Linked DNA regions of Callithrix jacchus: region 1 is linked to region 2. A link is a contact called in public Hi-C data. All regions are on one chromosome and are shown on one strand. The core of a region is the stretch at or near the end of the contact, and the rest is flanking DNA. Distances in the headings are between cores, read along the strand shown.

Region 1 (5,824 bases), core at 1,052-3,551, 570 kb after region 2:
CAACTCCCTGTGTCAGGGAAGGGCACTCTAATCCTTCCTGCTGAGCTCAGGTCATTAACCACTCGCCCTACATTTTATAGCTTCGACCCCGTGACAGGGGAGCTGACCCCAGCTCAGTGCCAGGCACCCAGCAAAATGGGGATTAATAAAACCAGCCCTAGTGTAGCCAAGAGCTCTACAGCTGCTTCTTGCAATTAGACTTGTCATCATTCTCTTAAGAAGCCCCTGTTGAATTTTAAATCCTAATTGGCAGGAGACACCTGTTTCCCAATGGGAAGGGGTCATTCATTTGCTACAGGCACAGGACAGAGGCTGAGGAGCTGTGTGAACGAGCACAAATAGATGCTTTTTTCCTAAACCTGTTTGCTGCCACTTGGGGTCTCTTCGTTGCTCTTGTTCTTTTTTCTTTTCCTTTCTTTCTTCCTCTTTTTTCTTCCTTTCCTTCTTTTGTTCTCAAGAATGGCACATACAGGGTCAGGCTGGTCTTTGGGAATAAGTAAGCATTCTGCTCAGAATATTTTTTCCAGCAGGAATTTTCCACTGGCCTTTCCTTAGAGCATCCTTCTTACCATCTGGCACCCCTCTTGGCATGAGGAGATTTCCTGGCTACTTTTTTTTTTTTGCCAGAATCCCGGTTGTCATTCATTCCAGTACTTAGGTATTTATTGACTGCCTGCAAGATACTTACACTGTAACTTATTTGTGCCTATGAGGATTATTGAGTGTATTTTTAGTTCCTGTCTTCACTGAGCTTGCATTCTAAATTGAGGGAGGCCTTAGAACTGCATGTGGGAATACATGTGCAGTATCCTTGTCCAACTACCACATTTGAGACGGTGCCTGTGTATAGAAAGAGAAGTAGTAAAGGTTGTGGGAATCATTTCCTAGAGGTTTGAGCATTTTGATTTTCTCTAAAACTCATTCTCCTTAGAGTTTTTGCTTAGATCTCAGGTTTTAAGTTGTCTGAGTGGTATCAAGTTAGACTTTTTCACTGGGAGCCTCAGTAATGTCTGATAGAATTCACCGTGACCCTTTTTCTTGATTAACACCAATGAATATTTTCAAATTAAGTATTACTATTATTTCTTACTCTCTAGTCATTAGGGCAGGCATGTAAGATAATAAGAATAAAATAACTACATGAGAATATGAGGAAACTGTGAATCAGCAAATATTGCAAAGCAATAGAATCACAGTTCTTATTTTTATGCATCAAGCATTTATTGAACACCTCGTATGTCAGGCTGTATTCTAGCATTTGGACCTCTATTGGGTCTCTCCAGGTTTCAACTCAGCTAGTAGGGACTGTCCTCTTAAAAGAGCTTTGCCAATAGCCAGTTAAGCCTGCTTGTCAACCTTGCCACGTCCTTGTGGGCTTCAGTGAAATTAGGCAATCAGGCAAGACCTATTCCAGCAGAATACCAGTAGAATGTCCTTCAAATGCAATACAATAAGTTCAAATAATTTCCTGTGCCTCGTTTTACTAACCATATGCCTTATTTCTCATCTAATTTTATGAGAGCATATGTCTTGTTTACTTACAATGGCATTGTCACTGCCATTGCTGAAAAAAATAAAGGAAGTGAATAACTAATTATTGCCCTTGAGAGGTTTGTATCTCAGTGGATGATATATACATAGTAAGAACAAGCACCTCCAAGTGCCAGTTCTGCACAGGGGGTTAATTGAAGGCATGGTTGGAGCTCATCACATTCCATGACAGTTATTCAAGGAATGACATTGTTATCAGTAATGTGAAAGCCTCTTAAGAACCTAAATAAATGGTCCCCAAAATGTAGTGTCCAAAAAGATTACCCAAGAATCTCATTAAAATGCTGACACCTGGGGCCCCAAACTCAGTGATTCTATTCACTGAGGAGTGAGTGGTGTGTGGTAGGAGTAAGGAATAAACCTCTAAAAAGCACTTCAAATGATTTTGACACAGATAGTCTACACTCTACACTTTAGGAAACTATGAGTCTCACGCCTAACCTTAGGACCCTTAAGAAACTATGAGACTCGCCCCTAACCCTAATTAGGGCCCTTTGGATAAGGGAGATTGGATATGGAAGAATAAAATCACAGAGACATTTCTGCCTCCTAGATCTTTCATTTAAGACCAAGTGGGCTTCACTGTTGGATGTGAAAGTACACCTAAGGGTCATGAGTTCCTCTATGTGGTCCCATATATGTAATTCCATCTGAAAGTGGTTGGCCATATATCTGCCTTATTTATCTGGTCCGCTAAAAATAACCACTGAAGGTCTTCAAGTATTGATATTGCCTTTGACTTCCATGGTCCTTTCCAAGATAAGGCCCTGGGATGAGAATGGTTCAGAGATCGGTTATTGCCATATAAGGAGGGAGATAGGCTAAAAGCTCCTTTTAAATGTTTGGGACAAAGTGCGAAGCTTTGCAGCCTCTGTGTGTTTATGACATAAGCAGCAGTGAGTAGCACAAAGCGCTTAGAGGAGAATCGGTGATTCATTCAGGAAGAAATAGCTTGCACCTGTGAGAATGTGAGACTGCTGAAGGCGCCACTTGGCATTATTGGGGTGCTGCCTCAGCTGGAAGGCAGGCTCTGTCCCCACACGAACTGACAGCTTGTAGCTCTTAAGCGGCCCTGGGCCTCTCTCACTGTTATGTTTTGCTGTTGGAATGAAAGCAAACTTGTGACTCACTTGGGAACTGAGGGGAGGTATGTGCTTAGTAGCATTCAGTCTTGGCAGGAGGGCAGCCGCCGCAGAGATGGGACGCAATCTAATAAGCACATGTGTTCTTACAGTATGCCTCATGGCCAGGCCACTTTATCTTCAGTAATCCCAATCTGTGTCCTAGAATCACATTATTTGGCCATAGACCAGACCCCGTGTATTCTTGGCTTGAGGAAAAATGAAACGTGATCTCAAGACAAGATAGGATCATGAGCTGAAGAGACACTGATGAATTTTTCCCCCAGCCAGCAGCACAACATTAAATGTAACATTGTATCAGGAAAATATATTTAACATGCCAGTAGGGAAGACCAAACATTGCCTTCTGTACATGGAATTCTGCCTCAATAGCTTATGTTTGCTGACAGGAACAAATTGGTGTTAGGGATAAAAGAACATCAGAAAACAAAGCTTCAGTTGTAGGCGGAATAGCCCTGAGTGTATTGCTGTTATCACAGTAGTCATTCATCTTGGAGAAGGCATTGGATGCTATTGTACATGTCATCCAAAGAGCCATTTATCAAGAAAAGCTCTTAAGGGTACAATAATGTTAAAATTAAAAACTCTTTGTGTTTAGAGAGTGCAGTGAAAGGGACAAGGCAATGTCTGGAGCTCAATATGGTCTTTCTGGTCCTCCTTTGAGCAAGTCCAGTGCGGTGGGCTAGTCTCTGGGATCTAGGAAGGGTCACTCAGAGGGCAGCCTTCAAGAAGGCTCTGACAGGTCAGGCTGAATCCCTGTGGTCACTGAGGATCAGAAAGCAATTGGTGTTGGTTCCACTAGTGGGGAAGAGAATCACGTGCTTGGAAAGCCTGACTCCTAACTTTCTTGCTATAAAATCGTGTATATGTCATATAATCTCTTATGACAACGATAGTTCTTTTCTAAGTCCATCCCAGGGACTATGATTAATATTCTGGTCTACACTGCAAGGAACCCTTTTCAATATATAAACTATCCTTAAGTTCAGTGTTTGCACTCATATTCATATATTAATAAATTGGACAAGTAAAAGTCACGGCTGCACAGAATAGAACATAAAACAGTGCAGAGTGGCAGGGCATAGGGTCGGGGTGGGAGGAAGTCTTGTTGACTTCGTATGAATACACCGAAGAGGGGCCCAGTACAGGCATTTTATTATCTTGATGGAACACAATTTTAAAAATACCTCCAAAGTTAAAATTTTCAAAAGGAAAGGAGTATATATTTTATTTTTAGATTTTGGTTCTATATCTACAGAGAATGAAAATTCTGTTTTTTGTAAAGAAAAACGGCAATGAAATTTATTTTTTCACTAAATGACCAGTAACCTGTGACAAATTACATTTGCTCTGTGGTGAAGAGAGAGCTAGAAAAGGCAGAAATAATCTAACACTGCCACCTGCTGTCACCCTTCACACATCTGGTTGGACTTGGATTTTACTTAGCCTCTGTCACACAGGAGATCTGTGGTAGTAGCTCTCAATTTTCTTGCTTTTTTTAAAAAAAAAATTTTACCTTAAGTACTGGAATACATGTGCAGAACACGTCGGTTTGTTACATAGGTATACATGTGCCATGGTGGTTTGCTGCACCTATCAATCCATCAGCCAGGTTTTTTTAAGCCCCTCATGCATTAGGTATTTGTCCTAATGCTCTCCCTCCCCTTGCCTCCCAACCCCCGACAGACCCCAGTGTGTGATGTTCTCCTCCCTGTGTCCATGTGTTCTCACTGTTCAACCCCCGCTTGTGAGTGAGAACCTGTGATGTTTGGCTTTCTGTTCCTGCGTTAGTTTGCTGAGAATGATGATTTCCAGCTTGATCCATATCCCTGCAAATAACATGAACTCATTCTTTTTTATGGCTATATTGTATTCCACGGTGTATATGTGCCACATTTTTTTTATTCAGTCTATCATTGCTGGGCATTTGCGTTGGTCCCAAGTCTCTGTTATTGTAAATAGTGCTGCAATAAACATACATGTACATGTGTCTTTATAGTAGAATGATTTATAATCTTTTGGGTATATACCCAGTAAGATGATTGCTGGGTCAAATGGTATTTCTGGTTTGAGATCCTTGAGAAATCATCACACTGTCCTCCACAATGGTTGAACTAATTTACACTCCCACCAACAGTGTAAAAGCGTTCCTATTTCTCCACATCCTCTCCAGCATCTGTTGTTTCCTGACTTTTTAATGATCACCATTCTAACTGGCTGGAGATGGTATCTCACTGTGGTTTTGATTTGCATTTCTCTAATGACCAGTGATGATGAGCTTTTTTAAATATGTTCGTTGGCCACATAAATGTCATCTTCCAGGAAGTGTCTGTTCATATCCTTCACCTACTTTTTGGTGGGTTTTTTTTATATATATATATTTGTTTAAGTTCCTTGTAGATTCTGCATATTAGCCCTTTATCAGATGGATAGATTGCAAAAATGTTCTGCCATTCTGTAGGTTGCCTGTTCACTCTGATGATAGTTTCTTTTGCTATGCAGAAGCTCTTTAGTTTAATTAGCTCCCATTTGTCAATTTGGCTTTTGTTGCAATTGCTTTTCCAACTGGCATCAGAATCAACTGGAGGGCCATGAAAATACATATTTCAGGGCCCCAGCTTCAGACTTTCTTACTCAATAGGTTTGAAGAGGGGCTCCAAAACTTGCATTTCTCTTTTTCTTTCTTTCTTTCTTTTTTTTTTTTTTTTTTTTTTGCGTTGGAGTCTCACTCCAACCCAGGGTGGAGTGCAATGGCGCCATCTCGGCTCACTGCAGCTTCTGCCTCCCCATGTTCAAGTGATTCTTGTGCCTCGGCCTCCTGAGTAGCTAAGATTAACACCACATCCAGCTAATTTTTGTATTTTTGGTAGAGACGGGATTGTACTATGTTGGTCAGGGTGGTCTCAAACTCCTGGCCTTAAGTGATCTGCAGGCCTTGGCCTCCCAAAGTGCTGAGATTACAAGCACAAAGCTTGCATTTCTAATAAGTTCCCAGATACTCTTCCTGTTGCTGGTGCACCCACTGATCTATTTTTAAATGCCAGGGATGCCCTTGGCCACAAGTGTACGGATCTCTTGACAAAAGAACTAAACTTCTATAGCTCTATGAAGAACTACATTTCATTGCTTAT
Region 2 (5,794 bases), core at 2,943-5,442:
TTCAACAAAGTTAGGATATAAGCAATAAGGAATATAAGTTTGTTTGCAGAACAGGTGCATTTGTCCTGAGACAAAAGATAAGCGATTTACTTTGTGTTTTAAAGGGAGACTGAGTCGGGTGGTCCTACCTACATTATTGCCCCCTCGCTGTTCCAGATGGTCTCACTGAAGCTTGTAGGCGCCTTTGGTGGTCAGCGAGACCATCAAACAATAGAGCCCAATGTGCTTGCTGCAATCTGCCACCCAAAAGTGACCAGCCAAAATTACCTGTGACCTTTCCCAGGAGTGTGAGCAGAAAATCCTTTCTTGAAAGAGGGAGCAATAAAGAAATGTGGATTTCATTCTTTCATGGGTGTGCTCATAGGAATGTTTATTGGCGAGATGCTAAGAATAAACCCAGTTATTGAAGAGGGAGCTGGGAAGTTGACAAGCATGGCTAAACCCAGCAGAGAAATTTGATGAGGAAATTAGATGCTGTGTAGATGGTGTGTGGAGATTAGTCTTCTGAAAGCCAGGATTATTATATAAGTAAGTGGGGGAAGGGTCCCCGCTTTGTGACTGACAAATTCCATTTATACAGGTATTCTTCCAGCTAATTAGACCCATAATGCTGCATTTGTTTATACATTTCTAGAAAACCCTTTTCCATGGAATACTTTAATGAGATAAGACACCAGAGGAGCAGCATTTCTCCTTCAAAACTAGATCACAGCAAAAAAGAATTAAGATGAATAAAAATGCAAAGCTAAAACCTGTTCCTGTAACAGCTTTGTTTTAATGAAAGCAATACATTTTAAATGGCATACATTCATTAATATTTAGATATGAGTGTGCCTATAAACAATGAGAAACCTAGCTATTTTGGGTAGCTATTTCAGGTAGAGCACTACAATAGCATAACATCTAAGGACAGAGAGGCATAAGAAAACCCTTCCCAAAGGAGCATTTGTTTTTGAGATGGACTTTCGCTCTTGTCCAGGCTGGATTGCAATGGTGCGATCTCGGCTCACTGCAATCTTTGCCTCTGGGTTCAAACATTCTTCTGCCTCAGCCTCCTGAGTAGCTGGGATTATAGGCACTCACAATCATGCCTGGCTAAGTTTTGTATTTTTAGTAGAGATGGGGCTTCATCATGTTGGCCAGGCTGCTCTCAAACTCCTGACCTTTGGTGATCTGCCTGCCTTGGCCTCCCACAGTACTGGGATTATAGGCGTGAGCCACCATGCCCAGCCCCAGATGAGCATTTAAAATGCTCTGAATCCTACTCAGTGATGCATATCCCAACAGACCAAAACAGCTCATCTTTGTTACCTGCAATCCTCACACAACTGTCCATTTTAGAAGGGTTTTATAGTTCTGCTTTCATCCAGTTGGACAAAGGAGATGATACGTAGAGGGCTTATTTTGCACATTACCTGGCACATAGTAGGTGCTTAATAAAATTGATTTTCTCTCTCTCATTTTAGCTGTCTTTGCCCACAACTTCTGGCCGCCCCTCCCATATACACACATTACAAGCCAAGACACCAGGTGTTGGCTAAAAGTCATGTAAATACACGAATCTCTACTGTGAACACCATGCAACTCGGCTGGTGCTTTCCTTAGTGTCCTCACATGCAGCCAGACCAGCTGCAGATTAAATGGCTTGTTTAAACTGTGGTAAACAAATTTTATATGTGGATTTTTTTGACAGCCATTATGACCCTTTGTGGGAAAAACTCAACCTTACCAAGCTAAAAACTCAAGTGACATCAAATGTGGTTCATGTTTCCGATTGTACAGACCAGTTTTTCTGTCTGAAGCCGAAAGATGCAGGAAGAAAGTATTTGCCTGCTTAACGTCATGCATGAAACTAGCAAAGCTACATCATTTTGGATGTCTCCTAAAACCAGTTCATTCTTGATTCTTTAAAAAAATTGTGTACTTCATCTGGTCTTATAATTGTGGCTCTTAATGAACTGTTCATATTTGCTTTTGTGATTGTTTGAAGGATGTATTCACCATGTCAAAAGAGAAAAAAACATAGCTTACTAATGAATTAATTTCCTCGAGCTCAGTTAGTTAATAAAGACAGTTTATAATTAATCATTGGTTGCCATAAACCAGACATGCAGCAGAGACCTCTCCAAGACTATCTGGATTGAAACTGTGATTAGTTTCAGAGGCCTCTCCAAGACTATCTGGTGTCTATGATTAGCTTAGAGACCATTGAGTAATAGATGACATCAACATCCTAAGTAGATTTTCCTCTTCATTTCTAAATACAACCCAATATTTTGTTTATACAGTGAGAAATGAGTCACAAGTGAAAAGACACAAGGAATTATTTGCTAATGTTGATGTGTTATTTAAAGGAAGGTAGCTTATTGTAAAATATACTTGATGAGCATACACATTTTATAAATGCGTGCTATTTGCAGTAGTAATAGCATGCAAAGTGCTCATATTGCAAAAACTTCTAAGCTCTTTGTATATATTTACTCATTTATTCCTTAAAACAATCTAATAAACATAAAGTATTTCTAGCCCCATTTAAGAAACTGAGGCTCAGAGAGTTTAAGTAATTTTCCCAAAATCACACAGCTAGTAGGTGGCAGAATTCACTTTCAAACTCAGGCAGTTTGGATCCTGATCTCATACTCTTAAATGTCATACTACCTCTTAATGAAAAAAAAAAGAGAGAGAGAGAGAAAAAAAGTTCATGATGGAAGAAACATCTCAAAAGAAGAGAGCATTCAAATCAAAGAAACCATAAGAAATGTTTAAGTGTAATATATGCAAGAAGAAGAAAATAATAAATAAAAGAATAGAAATCAGTGAAATTAAAAACCAAAAAGCCATACAGAAAATCAATAGATCAGTTTAGACATGAAACTAGACCAAAGAGATAGAGTCTGTGTCTTTATACATTGCATACAAATAATTAATTTTATTTTTGATTCATAAGGTAGAAAATTCTCTTTGAGGCTCTTTATATAACTTTAGCCCTGATAACAGGCCAGCATATCTAGTCACTATATTTATAAATGATGTAGAAGTTCATATCATAAGCTTGAGTGTTTCTTTCATAGCCCAACAATTTTACACTTAAATAAAAAGCATGTGTTTTGAATATGTATCAGTATTTTGTACACACCCATTTTTTATTTCACAATGGTTTTACTTATTGCTGAGTTAATTATTTTAGGCGTAAAAGTCATCAGCTTTTTCTGAAGTGAACACCCTGCCTCACAATAGATGCTGAAGTAGTCCAGTGCCGTTGAATTAGTCACGAATGCTTGCCTTTTTTTTTTTTTTTTCTTTCAAACTCTGCCAAACCAGAACTGTTTCAGGGTTTATTTTACCTTAAAATGGAAGGAGGTAATTATATTTTGCACATTACAGTTAAAAATTATGTTTATTTTATTTTATTTTTGCAGCCGAAGAATTGCAACAAAACAGTTTTCTCTTTGCAGCCACTATCTGCCAAGATAGCCTTCAAAAAGGCCGTTTTTCTTTCTGAGAACTCTATTATTTCAAGTATGTTTTCTTTCTCTATTTTTTTGCCAGCTATGAACATTTTTATAAAACAGCTTCAATATTAATCTTTTATGATTGTTCTTCAGTCATCTGAGTTATACTGAGCATGTAAGGCATAAGAGATACCCACTTTGGATACCAGCTCAGAGAGAGAGCAGCAGCATACAATCCACACAAAGGAAACTCAATCCTCTAACAGCTAATTAAAAAAGCATTACTTTCCACCAGGGCTGACCTCCAGCCATATAAAGGATAAAGATGGCTGTCTGTCAATCATGTTTACCTAACAAATTCTGGCATGGGATCATGATGAATGGACAGATCTAAAAAGGGACGATATTGCTCAGAACTCCTAGGTACTCTTAATACCACTTTTAAAGAGGCAGAAGACCTCATCAGTAATTTGAAACCCCTGCCTCAGTGCTAGGGACACACCAGGGCTAAATTTGCTGAGGACCGGCACATACTAGATACAAAAAGGTCAGTAGAAATGTATTTTCACATCCTTAAGGATTTTGATGTAAGTATATCTAAGATACCATAACGAGTTCATGTATCTGAATGCTTTCACTCAGATCTTTTAAAACCTTTGCAGTCACTTCAGACTAAGCCAAAAACCTAACAGTAGACTGTGTCTGTTCTTCCCTGAAGTTACCCCAAAATCAACATGAAGCATGAAGGAATTCTTGAAGTTATTTAGTCCATCTCCCTATTTTAGGCAGGCCAGCAATATCGTTTTCTCCTTTGGCCGTAAAAATGCTAAGAGAAGGTGAGTCCATAATTTACGTTGCTATGCTATTACGGAGATTGGAAGTTTTTATAGCCGAGAAATTTTTCTTAAATCTAAACTAGATCCTACCTTTTTAAAAACAACATTTCATTCTTTCCTTCATTAAACTATTTTTTTTAAGTAAGCTTTTAACATCAGCTATAAAATATCCTTCACAACTTTCCACTATGCAGACTACTTTGAAGAGAACGTTGATAGAATAAAGTTCATGCTAGGGAGCACTGGCTGGCCCCGATTCTCTCCTGTCAGATAATGAATGGTATCATTATCGCCGCAGGCTTTCTAACCCGTTTCCCAACCAGCCCTGACTACAGCTGGCCTGTCCTTTGCATTCCTTTGGGGCTTACCTTATCTACTTTAACACTGATTTTGGACCACAAGGATCTTTTATAGTAAAAATGAAAATAATAACACTACTAATAAAGCAATGTCTAGAGTATAGGAAATATAAATTTACTAGCTGTTTGGATAGCGTCTCTCAGCATTTTGTTTGTTTGTTTGTTTGTTTTTAGTCGAAGTCTTGCTCTTCACCCAGGCTGGAGTGCAGTGGCGTGATCTTGGGTCACTGCAACCTCCACCTCCTGGCTCTGGCTCAAGAGATTCTCCTGCCTCAGCCTCCTAAGAAGCTGGGATTACAGGTGTGTGCCACCTTGCCTGGCTAATTTTTGTATTTTTAGTAGAGATGGGGTGTCACCATGTTGGCAAGGCTGGTCTCGAACTCTTGACCTCAGATTATCCTCCTGCCTCCGCTTCCCAAAGTGCTGGCATTACACGTGTGAGCCACTATGCCAGCCATTTACCAGCATTTTTGAGTTCCAGATGGTCACGTGGTGGCAAAAACTAAACTGACTAAGTGTGATGGTAGCATATTCTCATGCCATTCATACATTTTTTATTTATTTTAATTTATTTTGCTAATTAAGGTTGAAATTGTGGTCAATTATATCTCTTTTCTGTACCATCTTTACGCAGATTGTTTTATTTCTCCCCTGAATTAGATGACAAATGTGAAAGTATTTTATTTTGCAATTATCCTAATTACATATTATGATTTCTTTCATTCCTTTACTCAGCCCTTTCTCTAATGTATGCATATCCATTCTCAGCATGTTATGCACATATAGCTTTAGGAATATATTTATAATTGTCCTCTAACTATCTGATGTAAGTTTGTCCTGTCTTTTCGAAGGCAAGGGGTAGTAAGGAATGTACCCTGTACTCAACCACAGTACAGTACTGTACAGTAATGGCTGTAACTCAACCATTCCCTGGGGCAAGTTAAGTAACCTCTTCGTGCCTCAGTTTATCACAAGTAATATAAGGCATAATAACAATGCCTTTTCACAGGATTGTTGTGAAGATTATAAGATTAGTGCAGTGCTTACAGCAGTTTCTAATATATAACGAGCACTGTAAATATAGTTGTTGTGAAGAGCTAGTCATTCATGTAATGATATAATAATATTATTTGAAAGTCTAAGCAAT

The links. A called contact is a pair of places that touch in the nucleus more often than the background predicts.
Region 1: a contact with region 2 is called in a Hi-C map of skeletal muscle, with 5 times the contacts expected there. The contact joins two enhancer-like sites. A contact is called at or near these places in 2 of 3 Hi-C or Micro-C datasets (both in skeletal muscle).

Annotation. Positions count from the first base shown.
Region 1 is chr4:140,209,095-140,214,918 of calJac240_pri, forward strand. No RefSeq gene overlaps it. Among named protein-coding and RNA genes, the nearest start is that of EYA4, 310 kb to the left of the region's middle. Within about 2 kb of position 2,302, at least 2 of the 16 cell types and tissues checked have an H3K27ac peak or open chromatin away from gene starts, as enhancers often do. A contact at or near this core is called in skeletal muscle, where this site is marked.
Region 2 is chr4:139,641,454-139,647,247 of calJac240_pri, forward strand. No RefSeq gene overlaps it. Among named protein-coding and RNA genes, the nearest start is that of RPS12, 170 kb to the left of the region's middle. Within about 2 kb of position 4,193, at least 1 of the 16 cell types and tissues checked has an H3K27ac peak or open chromatin away from gene starts, as enhancers often do. A contact at or near this core is called in skeletal muscle, where this site is marked.